Regions from separate parts of the Astyanax mexicanus genome. Here region 2 is linked to region 1. The links are chromatin contacts, called in public Hi-C maps. All regions are on one chromosome and are shown on one strand. The core of a region is the stretch at or near the end of the contact, and the rest is flanking DNA. Distances in the headings are between cores, read along the strand shown.

Region 1 (5,943 bases), core at 2,700-5,199:
CAAATCACTTAAAACTGATGAGTTTCTTTGATTTGATCAATCTGAAAATCTCTGCAATATAAACAAGAGGAAGATGGATGATCACAAGTCATCACACCAAGTTGAAATGCTTGAATTTTGAATGCACCAGGGGTGGCATAAAGTTATCCAAAAGCAGTGTGTAAGACTGGTGGAGGAGAACATGCCAAGATGCATGAAAACTGTGATTAAAAACCAGGGTTATTCCACCAAATATTGATTTCTGAACTCTTAAAACTTTATGAATATGAACTTTTTTTCTTTTCTATTTGAGGTCTGAAAGCTCTGCATCTTTTTGTTATTTCAACCATTTCTCATTTTTTGCAAGTAAATGCTCTAAATGACTGTATTTTTATTTGGAACTTGGGAGAAATGTTGTCCGTAGTTTTTAGAATAAAACAACAATGTTAATTTTACTCAAACATATACCTGCAAATAGCAAAATCAGATAAACTGATTCAGAAAGAAGTGGTCCCTTATTTTTTTCCAGAGCTATTTATGTAATAATGTGTTCATTCAAAGTAAATCTTGAAAAATAAACAAAAATGTCATATTGATATTAACCCAGATGAAAATGAGTTTTAAACATTTGTCATCCAGATGGTGATCTCAGAAACACCTTCTTTCTATTATATATCCCTATGCTTCATCATGAACTGCTGCAGTTCTGGATATGCTCTTGTGGCTTAACTAAATTCAGGCTGGTGAATGGGTTGTGGTTGGGCAGCAGTAACACAATTCAGATACCCCCAGATCAGGCATCTGAAGCCAGAATGGGACATCCATCAGTGGTTCTCCCCCCCATCCCCTCTGAGGCAGCTTCACTCCCCTTCACCCTGCTCCAATCCCATTAGAAGCCCCCACATGAAAGGCCGGGAGAATGTCTTCTCCCAGATTAAGAGTGATCCCATATGGTTTATGGGGACTAATTAGGAGCACACACAGAGAGACGCCTGGAGGTTAATTACAAAAGACTGGATTATAGTAATTATATCTTAGCCAAGTCTCCAAAAGCTGGGCCCATTTGGACTCACTTTACCTAGCAAGGCAAAGTTTTTTTGCTGTGATTTAGACTAAGCTTGTTAAGTCTGATGTTCAGGGCTATTTTAAAGCTGTAAGTTTAATCTGGTGCTCAGATACATGTCAAAATGTGTCAAATGAATGCATTCAGCTGCTTTAACCCTTGTGTGGTGTTCGGGTCTGTGGGACCCGTTTTCATTTTTTATCAAATGAGACTAAAAAAATATTTTTTCTAACTCAAACTCATTGGCATTGGCTCATTTTTTTTGTGAAAAACATGTATCAAAACACATTTTCGATAAACACACACTGTACACCCCCCCCCAACCATTTATATTACATACAGTATGTTTGGCCAAGGGCTAATAAACATTGCTTCATTTGTAAATTTGAAACTAAACAAATTTTCTATTCATATCTTGAGTTTAATTCATTTTCTTTTACATTTTATTAAAAAACTAATAAAAAAAAGAGTAGCACTTTTTGAAAGAAATGTAACATAAGAAAGGTAAAGGGCAAATATTAACCATGTAAGCTGTTTATATTGCTTGCAATTTAGGTGAAGGAAGCATGTGTAAAGCATTTTAAAGTAAAATTGCTTAATTTTGCTGAATTAAATACAAGTAACAAAGTAAACGAGTAACAAAAATATGAACACCACACAAGGGTTAATTTGTACCCATTGCTGACTTTCCTTAACTCTGTAGAGAAGAACTGCAATGGCCAATCGAATAATAATAAGGTGCCATTCCAGTATTCAGTAACCATGTTTGTCTAAAATTGGCCTACATTACTGGAAGGAGTATCAAATTAAAAGGTATAACCCAATACGATCAACTGGTTTATATTATGTAAATGCTTAACCCCAGAATCCAAGTCAAAATGTGTCAGTGCGTTAGATTCTTTGGTGGACCATTGTTGATTCGTTTTCAGTTTTAGCTGCTTCTGCTACTCTTAGCTAAAAAAATGGCCGTAAAGTTTGTATTAACAATTTATATATAACAATTCTGCAACAGTGACGTTTGAATGCCCCTTCCTTTGGCCGCTTGCATCATGCATCAGCAAGCTACTGAACATCATGGACAATGTTCACCATCCTCTGCACAGCACCATCACCAGGCAGAGGAGCTCATTCAGTGGCAGACTACTGTCCCAGTCCTGCTCCACTGACAGACTCCGAAAGTCTTTTGTCCCTCAGGCCATAAGACGGTTCAACTCCTCTCAGCACAGCAAACTGAAGACTCTGTGACACGTTTTCACTCTGTTCACTCTAGTTAGTTTGTGTACTGTGTATACCCGCTGCTGGATGTCCAAAATTTCCCCTCGGGGATCAATAAAGTATCTATCTGTCTGTCTGTCTGTCTGTCTGTCTGTCTATCTATCTATCTATCTATCTATTTATTTATTTATTTATTTATCTATCTATCTATAACAGGTTCACTGGTTCCAGATCAGCAAGATTGTGGGGCTAGAACGGCACCCACTTTTCTGGCCGAGAACCTGTGATTTTGTGGTGGAAAAACAAAGAACCATTCGGAAACTCAGCACCAGCAAGTAGAAACAAAGTGGTCACTGCCTAGAGGTTGCAACTGGTTATAAATAAAAGTAGTCGACTAGTAAATTAGTTAGTTGACTATTCGTGATTTAAATAGTAAAAACAAAAATAAACTTGGAAGGTTGCTAGGGTTCTGTTTTTTTCTTGTGTGCAGCAGAAAATTAACTTAAACATAAAGTTTTTGTGATTTTTCATCTTCATTTCTCTCTGTGAAAAAAAATTGTGATGCCAGCCTGCCTGTTTCTAAGGGTTTTACATTGCAATACCACAGGTGTTAGCGGTTAGCACTGGATGCTTTATTTTGATTTTTATATGTTCTACTACCAGAGCAGGAGTAGAACCTCTACTACATTTAAGAAATTCTGAAAAAGACAGAGCTCTTCAAACTGCACTTACTCTCCTAACACCTCTAACAAACTAACTAACTTTAACTTCATTTCCTGATTCCCCTCCTTTTCTCCTTTTTCCCACTATTTCCCTTTGGCCTCCTTTAGGCCCTGTCTAAAAATATATTTTTTTATCTTGAACTTCTATGTCCTCTATTACTAAGATAAGATAAGATAAGATAAGATAATCCTTTATTAATCCCACAATGGGGAAATTTACCATGTTACAGCAGTGCAGAGTAAAGGACAGAGAAACAGGTCAGGAAAAGGTAAATACAAATAATGATAAATCTATATATACAGAAAACCTATTGTAGGAAAATATATAAAGAGTTTAAAAAATTATATATAGTAAAAGAAAAAAAAAATATATATATATACATCTAGTGCATAGAGATATGATTATGGTAGGGTGGACCAGTATTATTGCACAAGAGTAACAGTGAATAAATATCAAATAAATAATAGATAAAAACAAAAGTGAGAAAAAAAAAAAAAAAGTGACTTGGCCCAGGTTTGATGTACATTATATGTACATCAATATTTGTACATAAAGTCTCTTTGGACAAAAGCATCTGCCAAATGTAATGTTATTTTATATAATCATTATGCACTGCAGAAGAATTGTGCTCTGATCTGTAGAAGAGCTGCTTTTCTTACCATTTATCTGCATCTGCAGCGTGCATGTCTTAAGCTTTAGCTATGAATTTGCATCATATCCTTACCCTCATTTCCTCCATGTCCTATTTTAAACCATATCGTGAATATTCCTCTTCCTCTCTGAGTTTCACTGCTATTTTTGACCGTGAGTCAGGAGAATGTTATCCCTCGGTTCCCAAAAATTCTACATGACTGAAAATGAAGCACAAATACCACCATAATATAAAGCACAGTGCAGGCTGCATAAACCTGGGCCAAGTCTCACCTTACACCGCAGCCCCTGCTCCATTGATCTGCATGGGGAGGCAGAGAGGCTCTGTGACGGATGGAGGAACAGGATCTGAGGGTAAAGCTGCTGATGCAAACGTGAGAGTCTGTGTCCAGTCAGCGCTGAAGGTCATTTTCACAGATACCTAAACAACAGAACACATCATTCAGGTTTATGGTGCTCGATGCAGCTTTTTTTGGTCTCATAAATCTGTCCAGTAGTTTGTGGAGAAGCATGATTATATGTCCTATAGCAGGAGTGGCCAACCTTTCAAACACAAAGAACCAGAAACAAACAAAAAAAAAAGCTCTGGAAAAAATTAAGAGACCACTTCAGTTTCTGAATCAGTTTTTTTGATTTCGCTATTTATAGCTTTATGTTTGAGTAAAATGAACATTGTTGTTTCATTCTATGTTTCATTCTATATATATATAACTATGGACAACATTTCTCCCAAACTCCAAATATAAATATTGTTGTTTAGAGCATTTATTTGCAGACAATTAGAAATGGCTGAAATAACAAAAAAATGCAGAGCTTTCAGACCTCAAATAATGCAAAGAAAACAAGATCATGTTCATAAAGTTTTAAGAGTTCAGAAATCAACATTTGGTGGAATAACCCTGGTTTTTTTTTTAACAGTTTTTAGGCATATTGGCATCATCCTCTTCCACCAGTCTAATACACTGCTTTTGGATAACTTTATGCCATTCCTGGTGCAAAAATTCTTATATTTTATGGTTATTGGTAAATTTGGTCAAATCAAAGAAACTCTACATTTTTAAGCAGTCCCTTAATTTTTTCCAGAGCTGTAATTTTCAATTATGAACATATAATTTAGCAATACATATTTTTGTGGATTGATTGGCCTCCCTGATATATTGTACTGTTGGATTTCTTGTGATTTCGTGTGATTTAATGTTCTAGTGATTTTGTGTTATTGTGAAATTGTAATAATGAATAGAAATTAATATTATACAGAGGCACAGTTTATTAACTCTTTCCTACCTGAATTAAGATCCAGTGATGAAAAAACAAACCATTGCTAATTTCTAATTTTTGTCTGTGATGAACATAAAAGAAGACTCTAATATTCAAATATAAACTTTATGTATGAAAGAAATCCAGTAAACTAAAATATTTGTTGTTTTTTAATGTTCATTGCACTGGAGGCCTGTGATAACATTTTATATTTTATATTTGATATTGATATTCCTTTTAATTAAAAAAAAAATCCCTAATTTTGACAGAAAAATGTTCTAAATTACATAAAATTAGTGAAAATCAGCTCTTACTTTGCCTTATTGGCTCTAGTGCTGCCATGGCCTAATGTCTGAGGTGAATGTTATTTTTCAGTGCAGTGTGTGGGGCTAAGCTATTGTTTAATTGTATTATACACTTTTTTATTTACTGGTTCATGGTCTATTAAGATAAACAATGTGCCCTAATTAGTGTTATATGCAAAAAAAAAAAAAGAATAATTGCATGGTCTGAAAGGGTTAAGGTGTGTAGCAGCCAAACAGTGACTCACGCATATAGGGAGTGTGTTCACAAGCAGCTTTCTCTGAGCTCTGCTACTCCACCTACTGACCTTACTGAGACACAACATCTACAGGAGGACAAGACAAGTTTTTATTTGTGTAGCACCTTTCATCTGTACAGGGGCAATTCAAAGTGCTTTACATAAACACAGAAATACATGTAGAGGGACAGTGCGTCAAAAGGGACAGTGGGTCATTATCATTATCAGGAAACCAATAACAGGGTGCACAACAAGTATAGCGAAAATTGGCATTTGATGAAATCATGGTTGAATTATTCATGTTTTGTTTTTTATGTCTTTGTTCTTTTTCATAGACACATAATTTTAGACACTTGATCACTTTAATTTTCCAAAATTACTTTAATTACCCTGATATTTTAGCATAACAGCATATATATAGAATGAAACATAGAATGAAACAACAATGTTCATTTTACTCAAACATAAAGCTATAAATAGCGAAATCAAAAAAACTGATTCAGAAACTGAAGTG
Region 2 (5,723 bases), core at 1,886-4,385, 64 kb before region 1:
ATGTAGCCCTTTTTGCCTGTAATGTTCAGGTTTTACATAATTAATACATCCAGTCCTTATGCATCATACCAGCAGAATTCAAACCAACAGCAGAATGTTTGTATTAATTATCAGAGGAAAATGGAATGATGATATAAAAGTAATGGTTCCTTTGGAGGTTTCTTTTTCTTGATTTGGTAGAGTTTTTCCCGCCACTATATAAATATCAAATCTACATACACTACAAATCTACACTAAAAAAAATAGGTCACATTCTAATATTTGGTTGGACCGTCTTTATCTTTGATTGCAGCACACATTCACTGTGGCATTGTTTTAATAAGCTTCTGCAATGTCACAAGATTTATTTAAATCCAGTGTTGCTGGATTAATTTTTCACCAAGATCTTGCAGCAGCATTGATGATGGCAGAGTCTGACCAACCGCTGCACAAAGCAGCTCTTCTCCATCCAGCACATCCCAAAGATTCTCAATGAGGTTAAAGTCTGGACTCTGTGGTGAACTCTCTCAATCCATGTGTGAAAATGATGATCTCATGCTCCCTGGACTCTTTCACAATTTCAGCACCATGAATCCTGGTATTATCTTGGAATACAAAAAGAAAAAATCCATTGATGGAATAACCTGGTCTATATTCAGTATATTCAGATAATCAGCTGACCTCATTCTTTTAGCACATACTGTTGCTGAACCTAGACCTGCAGACCAACTACAGCATCAACCCCACATCATTTAATTTTAGTTAAATACAGGTGGTGACTTTTTTTTGGGGCAGGCAGTGCAAAAAGATTTGATATGATTTGATTTTATTTATACTGGTGAAGAAATTCCTGATTCTAAATCATGAAAACATATATCATACATTACTGTGAATCTGCAATACTCCACACAAAATACTCCTAAATAAGCAAATACCAGGAATCTATCAACCGATTTCACGGTATTTTGCCCCACCCCTATTTCACAAAGTTCAGGCATATTTATAAACAGATGGGTAAAATAGAGAATTGTGCCTCATTCAAACTTATTTTACACACATTTACATGTTGAAACATTTTCTGCAGATGTGCTGTTTTTTTTTTAGTTCCTTCATCCATCCATCTATTTTCTTACCCATCTCTTTTCTGACTGTCACAGTGGTTGTGGAGCCTACCTAAAATCATTAAGTGCAAGGCAGGACTACAAGAAATTTTCAGATCTAGGGAAATGTTATCCTAGCAATCCACCTGCCATGTGTGTTTTAAAAAAAATATTAAATAAAAACAGAGCACCCAAAAGAAAACCACACAGATACAGAGAGAAAACACCAAACTCCTCACAGACAGACCCCAGTGCAAGTATCAGACCCTCAGTCCCAGACCTCTGGATCCATATGACACCACACACACACTACCTGCTGCAACAGTTTACAGAGATAAACAATGAAATTTCTTATTCTATTCTATTCCTAAACTCAGCTTAAAAAGTAAAGTGCATTAGAAATCCTGGCGTTTAGTTTTCGTGAGTAAAAAGTTTGTCTGCGTGATTCTAGTTGCGAGAGAAGCTGTGAAATATTCCCCTCGTGTGATGCTGTTGTGCAAAAGCAGTACAGCATTGCTGGCAAAGCAGAATGTTTCTGTGCCATTTTAGTATTTACTGTGAAGTTTTCAGTATCCAAGAAAAAAAAAACATTGCATGAGCTTGTGTTCAAGAGTAATCAAGTTTCGAAGGAAGTGTATTTATATCTATTATTTATAGATTCACAGACATCCGGAACTGAAAATTGATACTGAGTGACAGTGGCAAGAGCCTGAGGCAGGATTCACATGTAAAAGAACAACTATGAATTTGAAATAAAAATAAAGAATGAATAAAACATGATTCAAACATTATATATATATATATATATATATATATATATATATATATATATATATATATATATATATATATATATATATATATATATATATATGCTGTTACAGAATAAAAGTGTGCGGAGCTGCAATTTTTAAAACTGAGCTGAAGACTTGCTCAAACATAAAGGATTTCAGTCTGGATTTAAACAAACGTCTAATGTTGGGGCTCTTCTAACGCTCTCTAACAACTGATTCCATTTAAGCGCAGTGTAGTAGCTGAACGCTCCCCCTCCATGTTTAGCTTTTACCTTCTGCGGCACTAACTGACCAGTTCTCTTACTTTAAACACACTGGAAACATGTCCACATATAGAAAGTGGACAGTACCATGTGTACAACAAATTTAAGGATGCACACATGGAAAGAAGTGATAATAAAACTTTTTAATACTACTGTTTTTACTATGGCTGATGTTAAGGGCAGCAATCTTGAAATCTAAACTTAGGGTTGATAAGACTTTCCACGACTTTCTGACTACAAAATCTGAGTTCTGGTGCTTCCAGGTGTAAATTGCTACTTGTAATGAGCCTTGTGCCGGCAAATTGGCAGGTTAATGTTAGTTCACAACTTGTGTTTACACTTAACCCCTTTCTATTTGATTATTGCTAAAAGTGCAAATGTTAAAAGGACCGTTTAGCCAGTTTGGATTGTTGGTGCCCTTTTGCGCACGAGCAGTGCTCCGCTTTGATAAGCAAGACTACATGACACTGCAGGCCTGTATAAATATGCTCAGTGGGGCTGCAGGCTATCATGGTCCGTCGCTTCCTGGTCTGGTCAGGATGTGAAGCATTGTGGCTTCCTTCCTATCTCTTTCTGGAGGAAGCAGCAGGTCTAAAGACAGCATATCCTGTTTACCCTCAGTCCTTGACACCTTTTCTTTTCCTCTCACAGGAAGCGAGCCCACCGAGAGGTTAAATTAAACACACAAAGCTACATTATTTTCCTAGCAACCCTTTTCTAAACTATGCACTACACTCTGCAAAATGATTACAGAGCTTCTGCCATGTCGTACATTCATATAAAACATGTAAAATCATGTCTTTTTTGTCTATTTTGCCACAGTGAGGAGAGGATGACGGCAGCCCGTGTCAGAAAGTGCCATAAGTGTTCCACGGGCCTGGTGAAATCGGAGGGCTGCAACCGAATGTCCTGCCGTTGCGGCGCCTTCATGTGCTACCTCTGCCGTGAGCCCATCAATGGTTACAACCACTTCTGCCAGCATGCCCGCTCACCCGGCGCCCCCTGCCGCCACTGCAAGAAGTGTTCGCTGTGGACAGACCCTACGGTAAACTCTCGACACACACACGTACATGGGCAATTGTCTCTTCCAAAGCATGGTAGTATGGTTGACCCTTCCAACACCTGAGCAAACTTGACCTGTGTGTATAAACATTAGAGTTTAGATCGAGCCCAAAAAATCCAGCCCGACCCGGCTCGAGCCTGTGCACATGCACGTTCTGCCCAAGCTCGACCCGACCCGCTCCATAAACTGTTTTCGTGAGCTTGAGCCGATTTAAACCCACATTTTTAAATAAGTAGAGCGGTAAAACTAAGTTTAAAAAAAAAAAAAAAAAAACATTTTCGGACTGTATGAGTGAAGGAGCCAAATCTGTTTAGAAAGATGTTAATTAACATTGCAACACTGAAGAAGCATAGACCCATTATTATTTAATAAAAATGTTTATTAAGAACCAATCTCCCTGTCAACTCTAATATAATAAACAATGTCTAAGAAAATAAAACACATTTTAAACAAACTATTTTTTATTTTTCAACAAATAGCCTTAGTGCAAAACACACAGAACAACAATAAGACCATGCACTGCACACTCATTAACCTAAATAGACCAAGAACAATAACATCATTTACAATGACTTTCGTCTACTCTGAACTAATTAACAATGTTTAAAAATATAAAATACTTTTTGAACAAAACATTTTTTTATTTTGAACATATAGCTTACATGCAAAATGCATAAAACAGTAATAAGGCTATGCTATTAAAACATTCTAACTTGTGCAACATTTTTTTAAACACAGTTTGATTTGTTACTTTACTATTGTGTGATTATCACACCATAGCTTTATATAAAATAAAAATACATTAAAAAACAGAGCCTGACCCTTATATTCCCTTAGAACTTAGATTCACTGCCTGGCCTGACCTGAGATTTCCCAGCACTTTCCTCGGGCCGGGTCTAATACACACATTTAGATAAAACAAATGATTTGTCCAGCAGTGTCTGTTTAATGCAGCTTTTATATAAATGCCTAAAAATAAAGTGATCCAGTTCCGTCGCCTGTTCAAATCACTTTCCATCAGCAGCCGGACTCCAAGAGAGCACAATGTTGGTGTAATGTTGGTCAGCACAGGCATCTGATACAGGCAGTTGATGTATCAGAGCTGGAGATCCGGCTCTTTCCTCAGAGTGCACTGACCAGCCAGTAAAGCTACAAATAGTAGCAGTCTGAAAAGAGGTAGTGGTTGTTTTCTTATGCATCTGAGGCTGCATGTGCTTGTCTGCAGCTTCCAAGTGCTAGTGCTGGGGGCATTACTAGTAATATGTTCTTCAAATTGTGGTGAAAATGGGGTCATTTATATAGCGTTGGTTGTCAACCTTTTAAATGTTGACACTCCCATTGGTTTCTGGCATCTAAAGCATAAGATCCTTGGATTGGTTGATTTCTACTGCGCTTGCACCTCAATAAGCTCTGCTTCTACACATAAATTATTGAAAAAGTTATTAAAATGATTTTTTAAACATGCTGAGAGGATGGGAGACCCACTGATTTTGTAGGTGAATGTATTGTTTAAACCAGTGGTGTCTAATCTTATCTACTATCTACTTGTCTGTTTTAAAAAGCCTGATGAACACCTCCACTTTAAACATGCTTCTAAAAAGCAGCAGTAAATTTTGCCCATTTCATGCAAATGTACTTAAAATGTAATCTTCTAACCAAGACATTTGTTTTGATTTGTGTCTGGAGTTTGCATCTAGACCATCAGTGTAACAAACAAGTATTGGAAGCTTACAATTCATTGTACTGATCAAAAGCATTCCATTACACCCTTGCCTTAGTTTACACTGAGATGTTAGGTCTTCTCAATTGACTTGCAAATGTGATTCTGACACATTGAGATATGTCGTACCTATAAAAATGGCAACGTAAGTGCTGCATAGCTTAAAAATATACATAAATTACAGTAGTTAATCCTGATTAACTACATTTTCCTTAAGAGGAAAGTGTCACTTTGAATTCTGGCCAAACTATTCCATTAAGTAAAGCGATTCCAAAGATGCTGCAGCAAGCAGTGCGCCCACTTTTATCTGCTTCTGTTTCTGTCCCAGAGCTGCTCTTGAGTTACAGAGAGCTTGCGTCCCTCTATAAGCCTCATTCACTCTCTCTGTTTAGTGCTCACTGGGTCTCTCCAATCAGGTAAATACTCACTGGGCCTGTAACGTCTTCTGTGAAGCCCATTACATAAGTGCTGTAACACGATCCACATGGCCACTGAGCTTCTCCCATTGTTCCAAGTGCTTGAGCTGCCAGATAAACACATCTGGATACGATCAGAGCCAGTTCCAGCTTTATGATGGCACTGTGTATATACACCAGAACTCATTTAGGCTTTGAGCTATGACTGTTCTATAAACTGAGCGAGCTCCTCAGCAACGCAACATATGGTAATGTCCACCGCTGGCCTCTGAAAGGCCAGAAGTCTGTCACATGAATCCTGCAGCTACTTGGCCGAATCCTCATGTGTTAGCCCAAGGCTATGTAATGGATAAGCCCGGTGCCTGCTGCAGAGCTATTAGCAAATCAG

What was found. A called contact is a pair of places that touch in the nucleus more often than the background predicts.
Region 2: a Hi-C map of muscle shows a contact between it and region 1, with 10 times the contacts expected there. The contact joins two enhancer-like sites. A contact is called at or near these places in 2 of 3 Hi-C or Micro-C datasets (both in muscle).

The regions. Positions count from the first base shown.
Region 1 is chr3:54,543,052-54,548,994 of AstMex3_surface, reverse strand. It overlaps LOC125799415 (a long non-coding RNA gene), which reads right to left. Exons shown (of 3, transcript XR_007438316.1): 2 at 5,439-5,516; 3 at 3,146-4,052. Among protein-coding and RNA genes, the nearest start is that of LOC125799415, 8.7 kb to the right of the region's middle. Within about 2 kb of position 3,949, the one cell type or tissue checked has an H3K27ac peak away from gene starts, as active enhancers do.
Region 2 is chr3:54,606,418-54,612,140 of AstMex3_surface, reverse strand. rnf216 (ring finger protein 216) reads left to right here. Exons shown (of 17, transcript XM_007247806.4): 15 at 2,959-3,181. Among protein-coding and RNA genes, the nearest start is that of fscn1a, 37 kb to the right of the region's middle. Within about 2 kb of position 3,135, the one cell type or tissue checked has an H3K27ac peak away from gene starts, as active enhancers do.